Regions from separate parts of the Mus musculus genome. Here region 1 is linked to region 2. Evidence: chromatin contacts called from public HiChIP or PLAC-seq data. All regions are on one chromosome and are shown on one strand. The core of a region is the stretch at or near the end of the contact, and the rest is flanking DNA. Distances in the headings are between cores, read along the strand shown.

The links. HiChIP or PLAC-seq counts read pairs in DNA pulled down with a chosen protein or histone mark.
Region 1: a contact with region 2 is called in an H3K4me3 HiChIP or PLAC-seq map of bone marrow-derived macrophages, with 4 times the contacts expected there. The contact joins the promoter of Uck2 here to the enhancer-like site in region 2. A contact is called at or near these places in 1 of 39 promoter capture datasets (the C10 cell line), 10 of 115 datasets of contacts at active chromatin or transcription factors (SST interneurons, astrocytes, bone marrow-derived macrophages and 6 more) and 1 of 9 other capture datasets (liver).

The regions. Positions count from the first base shown.
Region 1 is chr1:167,283,027-167,286,441 of GRCm38.p6, forward strand. Uck2 (uridine-cytidine kinase 2) reads right to left here and starts at 2,101. Exons shown (of 7, transcript NM_030724.3): 1 at 1,750-2,101. The coding sequence starts at 1,848.
Region 2 is chr1:166,427,797-166,431,202 of GRCm38.p6, forward strand. No RefSeq gene overlaps it. Among named protein-coding and RNA genes, the nearest start is that of Gm39694, 3.2 kb to the right of the region's middle. Within about 2 kb of position 1,920, at least 26 of the 459 cell types and tissues checked have an H3K27ac peak or open chromatin away from gene starts, as enhancers often do. A contact at or near this core is called in bone marrow-derived macrophages, where this site is marked.

The sequences.
Region 1 (3,415 bases), core at 851-3,350, 860 kb after region 2:
TAATACAGAATGTTTATCTGTGCCTCTGGTGACTGAATTATTTAAGTGACTACCAAGGTCATTATGTTTCTAAATGTTCCACTCATCTTCAAGTTTAAAGTCTCTTCCTGCCGGGCTGCCAGGCAGTGGTGGCACCCGCCTTTGATCCCAGCACTTGGGAGGCAGAGGCAGACGGATTTCTGAATTCGAGGCCAGCCTGGTCTACAGAGTGAGTTCCAGGACAGCCGGGGCTACAGAGAAACCGTCTCGAAAAACCAAAAACCAACAACAACAACAACAAAAAAAGTCTCTTCCTCACTAAGAGGGCTGACTGGACTTTAGGCTAATATTACCCCAACTTTTCTCTGGAAATACAGCGATGAATTCCTCTACAACAGGAATACTGGAAAATGAACAGTGCGGCTGAGGTGATTCCAAAAAGAGCTGATGAGGGGCCCTAATAGGAATGGCATTCCTAGACGAAGAACATATTGAAGAACATATTTTTTTTTTAAAGTTTAGCTCGTTAACAGGCAAAAGGCGGGGGGGGGGGGGACCCTAAGTTCCGATACCTAAACAGCATTTCAGAATCCTAGCCATGGAAGCTAAACTAGAGGCGAAATTCATCAATACTGGAGTCTGCGGCACACAACGCCGAATCTGGGCTGCTGAGCTAAAGTACTCCAGACCTGGAGGGAAAATACGTAAAAATCAAAATGGAGGAGGGGCCAAGGAGAAATGGGCTGGAAGCTAAAACCTCGTGGCGCGTGGCGCGCGTCTCATGGCGCCATCCAGCCTTCCTGCTCCACGCTGCCCAGCCTTGGGGACTCACCATCCGGCCTCACCAGCGGCCGCACGCGGCGCCCAGCTCCCTCGGGCGCCCCTCATGGAGCCCGAGCGCCCACTGAACTTGGCGGCTGTTAAACGGCAGGCGAACAAGCAGCCACATCCTAAAAGGGAGCGAGGGGGAGTAAAGAAAGAACCATCTGGGAGGGCTCCACCCTTCTCCACCTGCAGTAAAGACCCGAGGTTAAGTCAAGTCGCCCCTCGCTGCCGTGCAGGAGAAAATACAAAGGAAAGAGGTTCCTCGCAAAGTCAGACTCGGTAACCCCTTCCCTGCGATCCAAGGAGCGAGCGACCCGGACACCGAAGAGCATGGAGCCTGTACAACTTTCTCACTGAGACTGATGCGGTTTTCTCTTCTAAGCATAAAAGACAGCAGCCCCTGCTGTCATCCCATCCGTGACTGTGCCCATCGAGCTTCGGCTCTCCCGGAAAGCCCTGCAACCCCCAGGTGGGCTCCCGGCAGCGGGCGCGCCACCTCGCGCATCCCGGCCAGCCTCGCAGCCCACAGGCTTGGGCCGGGGCCAGGGCCAAGCCGGGCGGAGGAGCGTACCGGGGCTCCGAGGGAAGCCCCGAAAGCCGGGTCCTTACACCCGACTTGCAAAACAATAAGCATCCGCTTTCCGCCCCTCCCCCACAAGACCCTGACCACGAGTCACAGCCGCCGCCGGGAACCAGCGAGGGAGCGCACCATCCCTGCGGGGGACTTGTAGGAGGAACCCGCATCCTGGACCCTCGGTCGCCCGGGTCCCCCCGCTGGTCCCCAACGCCGCGCACCGAGCCTGCGCGGGGTCTGGCGGCGCCGGAGCGCGGCGGCCCGGAACGAGGATCCCGCGGGCCACGCGGTGGCAGGCTGCAACTGACACGGCCCGCGGGCGCCGGCCACATGCGCCGCCCGCCGTGCGAGCAGGGCGCGCGGACTCTTACCTTCCCGCTGGCCGTGCCCCCGCTCACGCCGATCAGGAAGGGCTCGCCGCCGTTGGGCTGCTGGTGGTTCTGCAGGGTCTGCTCGCTGTCCCCGGCCATGACTCGCGCCGCCCCTCCTCTCGCAGCCTGTGCGAACCGACGCACGCTCCCCGCCCGCGACCGGGCTCGCTCGGCTCCTCGCAGGAGCAGCTGGTCGCTGCTGAGGTCGAGGCTGGGCCGGCCGCGGCTGGAGCCCGGGCGCGGGGGAGGCCGAGGTGGCTTTCCCGGAGGTGCCGAGAGCTCTCCTGTGCCCGTGGCGGCCCGTGGGGTTTACATCCCAGGCAGAGGTCAGCGTGATGAGGCTGCTCCAATCCGGGCGGGCTGCGCGCTGCTATTCGCCAGGAGTCTGGCCCCAGCCTCCGCCCCGCCCGGGCCCCGCCGCCGCCCGAGGTCTCTGGGAAAGGTGTGAGCGCCACTCCCCTCCCCACCCGCCGGATTAACCCTTTCTGGGACGGAGCGGGGGGTGGGGTGGAGGGGTGAAGAAACCGGCTAGGTCAGCGTCTTAATGCGCCACTCTGCGTCCTATTTCAAAAGAGATCAAAAGCTAGAAGAGACTGCCAGAGCAGAGCAGAGACTGGAGGTTTGAGACGCAAAACTGGAAAAGGCTGGGAATATGAAGATGGAGAATTAATGCCTAGACCCTTCATCCTCACTGAAACTTGTGTTTTCAGAGACTCCCTTCCCACCCTCCGTGTGCCAAAATAGTGTGTCACCCGCTCGGCTTAAGAGAGTTCCTGTCTTGGAAACCCCCAAGTGCCATTTTCCTTAGCAGGTCTGTCCTCATGTGACTCCCTAAAAGAAGGGTGACTCGGGGACGGTTACTCCTCCCTGAAAAACCAGTGCCCTTCCACACCATCCTAGCTCCGCAGTACTGACATTCCCGTGGAGCTAGGGTTAATGAAAATAGAAACATAACAATGCCATTTCCATTCATTGATGACTTTAACTGACCTAGTTTATTAGAGGCAGGCAATTTGTCACTTAGTTAGGAAAACAGTACCAAATGGAGACTAAAAAGGAGTCTTCACCGCGGGAGCCAGATGTCTTCATTCACATCAAGTTCCATAAGCAAGGCCAATGTGCCTCAGTGCTCTATTAAATGAAAATAAAAATGATACACGCTAGGATTTTTGATGGGCTAAAATGAATTATCATAGGTAAAGTTTTTAGAACAATGCCTGAATATCACTGTAGAGTATTGGGGCTTGAAAAGACTCCTAAAGGAACCAGAAAGGGCAGTTTTGCTGGGCACACCTGAAAGGTAGTACTAGAATCTCCGCTTCTCTGAACTCTGAACCTCTTTTTTTTTGGGGGGGGGTTCGAGACAGAGTTTCTTTATATAGCCCTGGCTGTCCTAGAACCAGAAACCTGTAGACCAGGCTAGCCTTGAACTCAGAAATCCACCTGCCTCTGCACACCTTTAATCCCAGCACTTGGGAGGCAGAGGCAGGCAGATTTCTGAGTTCGAGGCCAGCCTGGTCTACAAAGTGAGTTCCAGGACAGCCAGGGCTATACAGAGAAACCCTGTCTCGAAAAATCAAAAACAATAACAACAACAACAACAACAATAACAACAACAACAACAAAAACACTGGCTGCTTGTCCAGAGGTATGTGGGTCCAATTCC
Region 2 (3,406 bases), core at 670-3,169:
CCCATCTCATCAACTCTACAAGTGCTTATGCATATTTATACACACACACACACACACACACACACACACACACGTATGTAGGGACAAACAGACATACATATATACATTTGGTGAATGGGGCAGAGCCCCCAAGCCATACTTTAATTCTTCTCTCTGGCTTTCTTATACTTTCTTATACCTTTGTAGGCAATTTTTAAAAAAATTACCTCATAGATGAAATGTTACACAAAAGGGGCGTTACAGAAGGATGTTGGTGTTATCAGTTCAAAGCAGAGTTTCATTCTATAAGCTCATTGTAAGTTCAAAACAACAGTTTCACATGGCCTGGTGACAACTGTGACTTCATCCTTAGACCTGGCCTAAATGAATGTTTTTCCTTGGTCATAAATCTGTCCCAATCTTTTCTGCTTTCTTATTCTAGTGCAATCAGCCTGTAACACATAAAGGTTTACAGAGCCCTATTTGCAGCTCTTCAGAGAGTCAGAAGTTACTTGTGTAAATTTAGGAATTCCATAAACCTAGTATCAGGAACTATAAAAATTTCAGTTTGTCAACACAGCACTATTACGTGATAAGATATCTTTATTGAACTGCAGGGAATCTGCCCAACAGGGTAGGCTAATACCCAGGAATCATTAGGCTATGTAATAGTGACAGGAAAGGCATACCAGCAGGAAGAAGAAATCCTGGGATAAAAATCTCTGAAGATCCTGCAAATCAGAGCTTACCCATTGCAGCTGTGCAAAGCAGTGGGCCATCTCCAGAAAACCTACTTGTTTGTCTTTAGCCTTTCCTCAATGACTTCTGGCAGTTGAGTTCGAGGCCAGCCTGGTCTACAGAATGAGCTCCAGGACAGCCAGGGCTACACAGAGAAACCCTGTCTTGAAAAACAAAAATAAAAAAAAACAAACAAAAAACCCACCCCCCCCACAAAACCCAAACAAACAAACAAACAAAAAACAAAAAACAACCAAAACAAACAAACAAAAAGACCCAGCCATTTTAAATTCTCTGTCAAAGAGTTTGCACATATCCATTGCTTTCTGGTCAGTTTTTGATGCCTTATCTTTTAGGTAGGGTAATGGTCCTTTGAGCTGAATAGAAGCACCTATTATTGGACAGATTAGAAGTTTATTCCAGACTTCACTCTGTGGCTTTATTTGTGGCTATATTATATGGGCTGATATGTGGTGTGGTATGTGGTGTGGTGTGGTGTGGTGTGGTGTGGTGTGTGTGTGTGTGTGTGTGTGTGTGTGTGTGTGTGTGTGTGTGTGTGTTTGTATAATTGTGTGTGTGTCCTGAGCCTAGTCTGGTCTTACTCTAACACTAGAGGGTGTGTTCAGTATAGATTTCCTAGAGCCATGGTTGGTATATTATCAATATTTCAGCACTAGAGGGCACCCCAAAACTATATTTGCAGCAATCAGCAGTTGAAGCTGTTTTTCAGGATGGAATGGGTGTTAAAGCAATTTTTACTTTTTGATTTAGACATTTTTAAAGAGGATGTTTCTGTGCTGCCAAGATGGCTCCGATGGCTCTCACTGCCAAACCTGAGCACCTGAGTTCCACGCTGGGACCACGTGGTGGAAGGAGGGAGCCTGCTCCCTGAGGTTGTCCTCTGGTCTCCACATACACAGACACACAGACACACAGACACACAGACACACACACACACACACACACACACACACACACACACACACACACACAAAGAGAGAGAGAGAACAAATGAATATAAAAAATAAAATAAAGAGATTTTCAAATATTAAATATTAATAATTAATATTTCAGATTAAAAAGTGATGACTTTATTTCCAACCCAAATATCAGAAAATTCAACGTGAGTAACCCGTCTGATGAGAGAGAGCAGCTGATCACTGAGGCAGCTTCTTTGAAACAAGATCTTCAGACGATTGTGAATGGCTCTCAGTCTAAGAATACGGACACTTCTTAACCATTCGTTTCTGCATTAAAACACTCTTACTTGTGCAGTGTTGTTTTGAGACACCCACGAGATACTGTTACTCTTCACAATTCTTGTAAACAGCAAAAAGAGCGTGCTGCTAAGCCAGATCTGTCGGACTTACACATGGCTGTGGCTCTTGTAGAGGCGGAGGCTTCAGTCTCAATGACCCGAGTAACAGACTGCCAGGGAAGGCGGGAGACTTGAAGAGGGAGTGGCTGCATCTCACAGCCACACTGCACAGAGGCTATTATTATCATTTACTGACAGGAAAGGGAAACAGAAATAGGAAGTAAGGGATCTGGGCCACTGTTGGTAAGATTAGATTTTTTATTTCCAAAGGCAAGTTTTTTTTTTTTTTCCTTCCCCTTCCTATTTTTAGTTAGAATTGGCACATCATGGCTTGCATTTGGGGTGACTCAGTAGGTGGTTCTTAAGTCCTCTTGTCTCTGATCCTTGTACTATCATCTTAAATTTGCCGAGCCATTTTAGGCTCTTGGACATTGCCCAGAAATGTAAAGTGCTGAGGAGATGCAGGTTGCAACGTCTCTATTCCGTCTGCGCAGAGTCTCCCCCACACTGATACTGGCAAGTCAGATGGACAAGCGCTTTGATGAGTCAGGACACCTTGATATCTTTTTAACTCTTACAACTTTTGCTGTTTTATAAATGAGAAAGCTGACATTAAGGTAGATTAAGCAGTTTCCCTGTGGTAATACCAAATAGTAAGAGGCAGATGTGGTCCTGACATCCAGCCACCTGGCCCCAGTGCCTCTTCAGCAGATTCGACTTTCTCTGGAGGGCGAGGAGCTCTGCCCCTGGTGTCTATTCGGTCTTCCCATACCTTTTCTAAGTTTATACATCGGAGAAAGGTGCCTTAGAAAACAAAGAAGACACAGGACCATGACCGGAGCCACGTGCCATACAGAGCAAGGGAGGGCTGAGGGCTGAGAGCTTCCTCTGCTCTCCAAACAAAGGCTGAGTGTGGGAGACAGATGAAAAATTCACAGTAAAAAGGAAGGCAGTGATAGTGAAACTCTATTTCTTACTTGTTATTTTTTTAATTGGATATTTTATTTATTTACATTTCAAATGTTATCCCCTTTCCCAGTTTCCCCTCTGAAACCCCCCTATACCATCCTCCCTCCCCCTATTCCACCCACCCACTCCTGCCTCCCTACCTTGGCCTTCCCCTACACTGGGCCATCCAGCCTTCCCAAGACCAAGGGCCTCTCCTCCCATTGATGTCTGACAAGTCCGTCTTCTGCTACATATGAAGCTGGAGCCATGGGTCTCTTCATGTGTACTCTTTGGTTGGTGGCTTAGTTCCTGGGAGCTCTAGGGGGGTCTGGTTGGTTGATATTGTTGTTCCTCTTATGGGGTTGCAAACCCCTTCAGTTCCTTCAGTCCTTTCTTTAACTCCTCCATTGGGGTCTCGTGCTC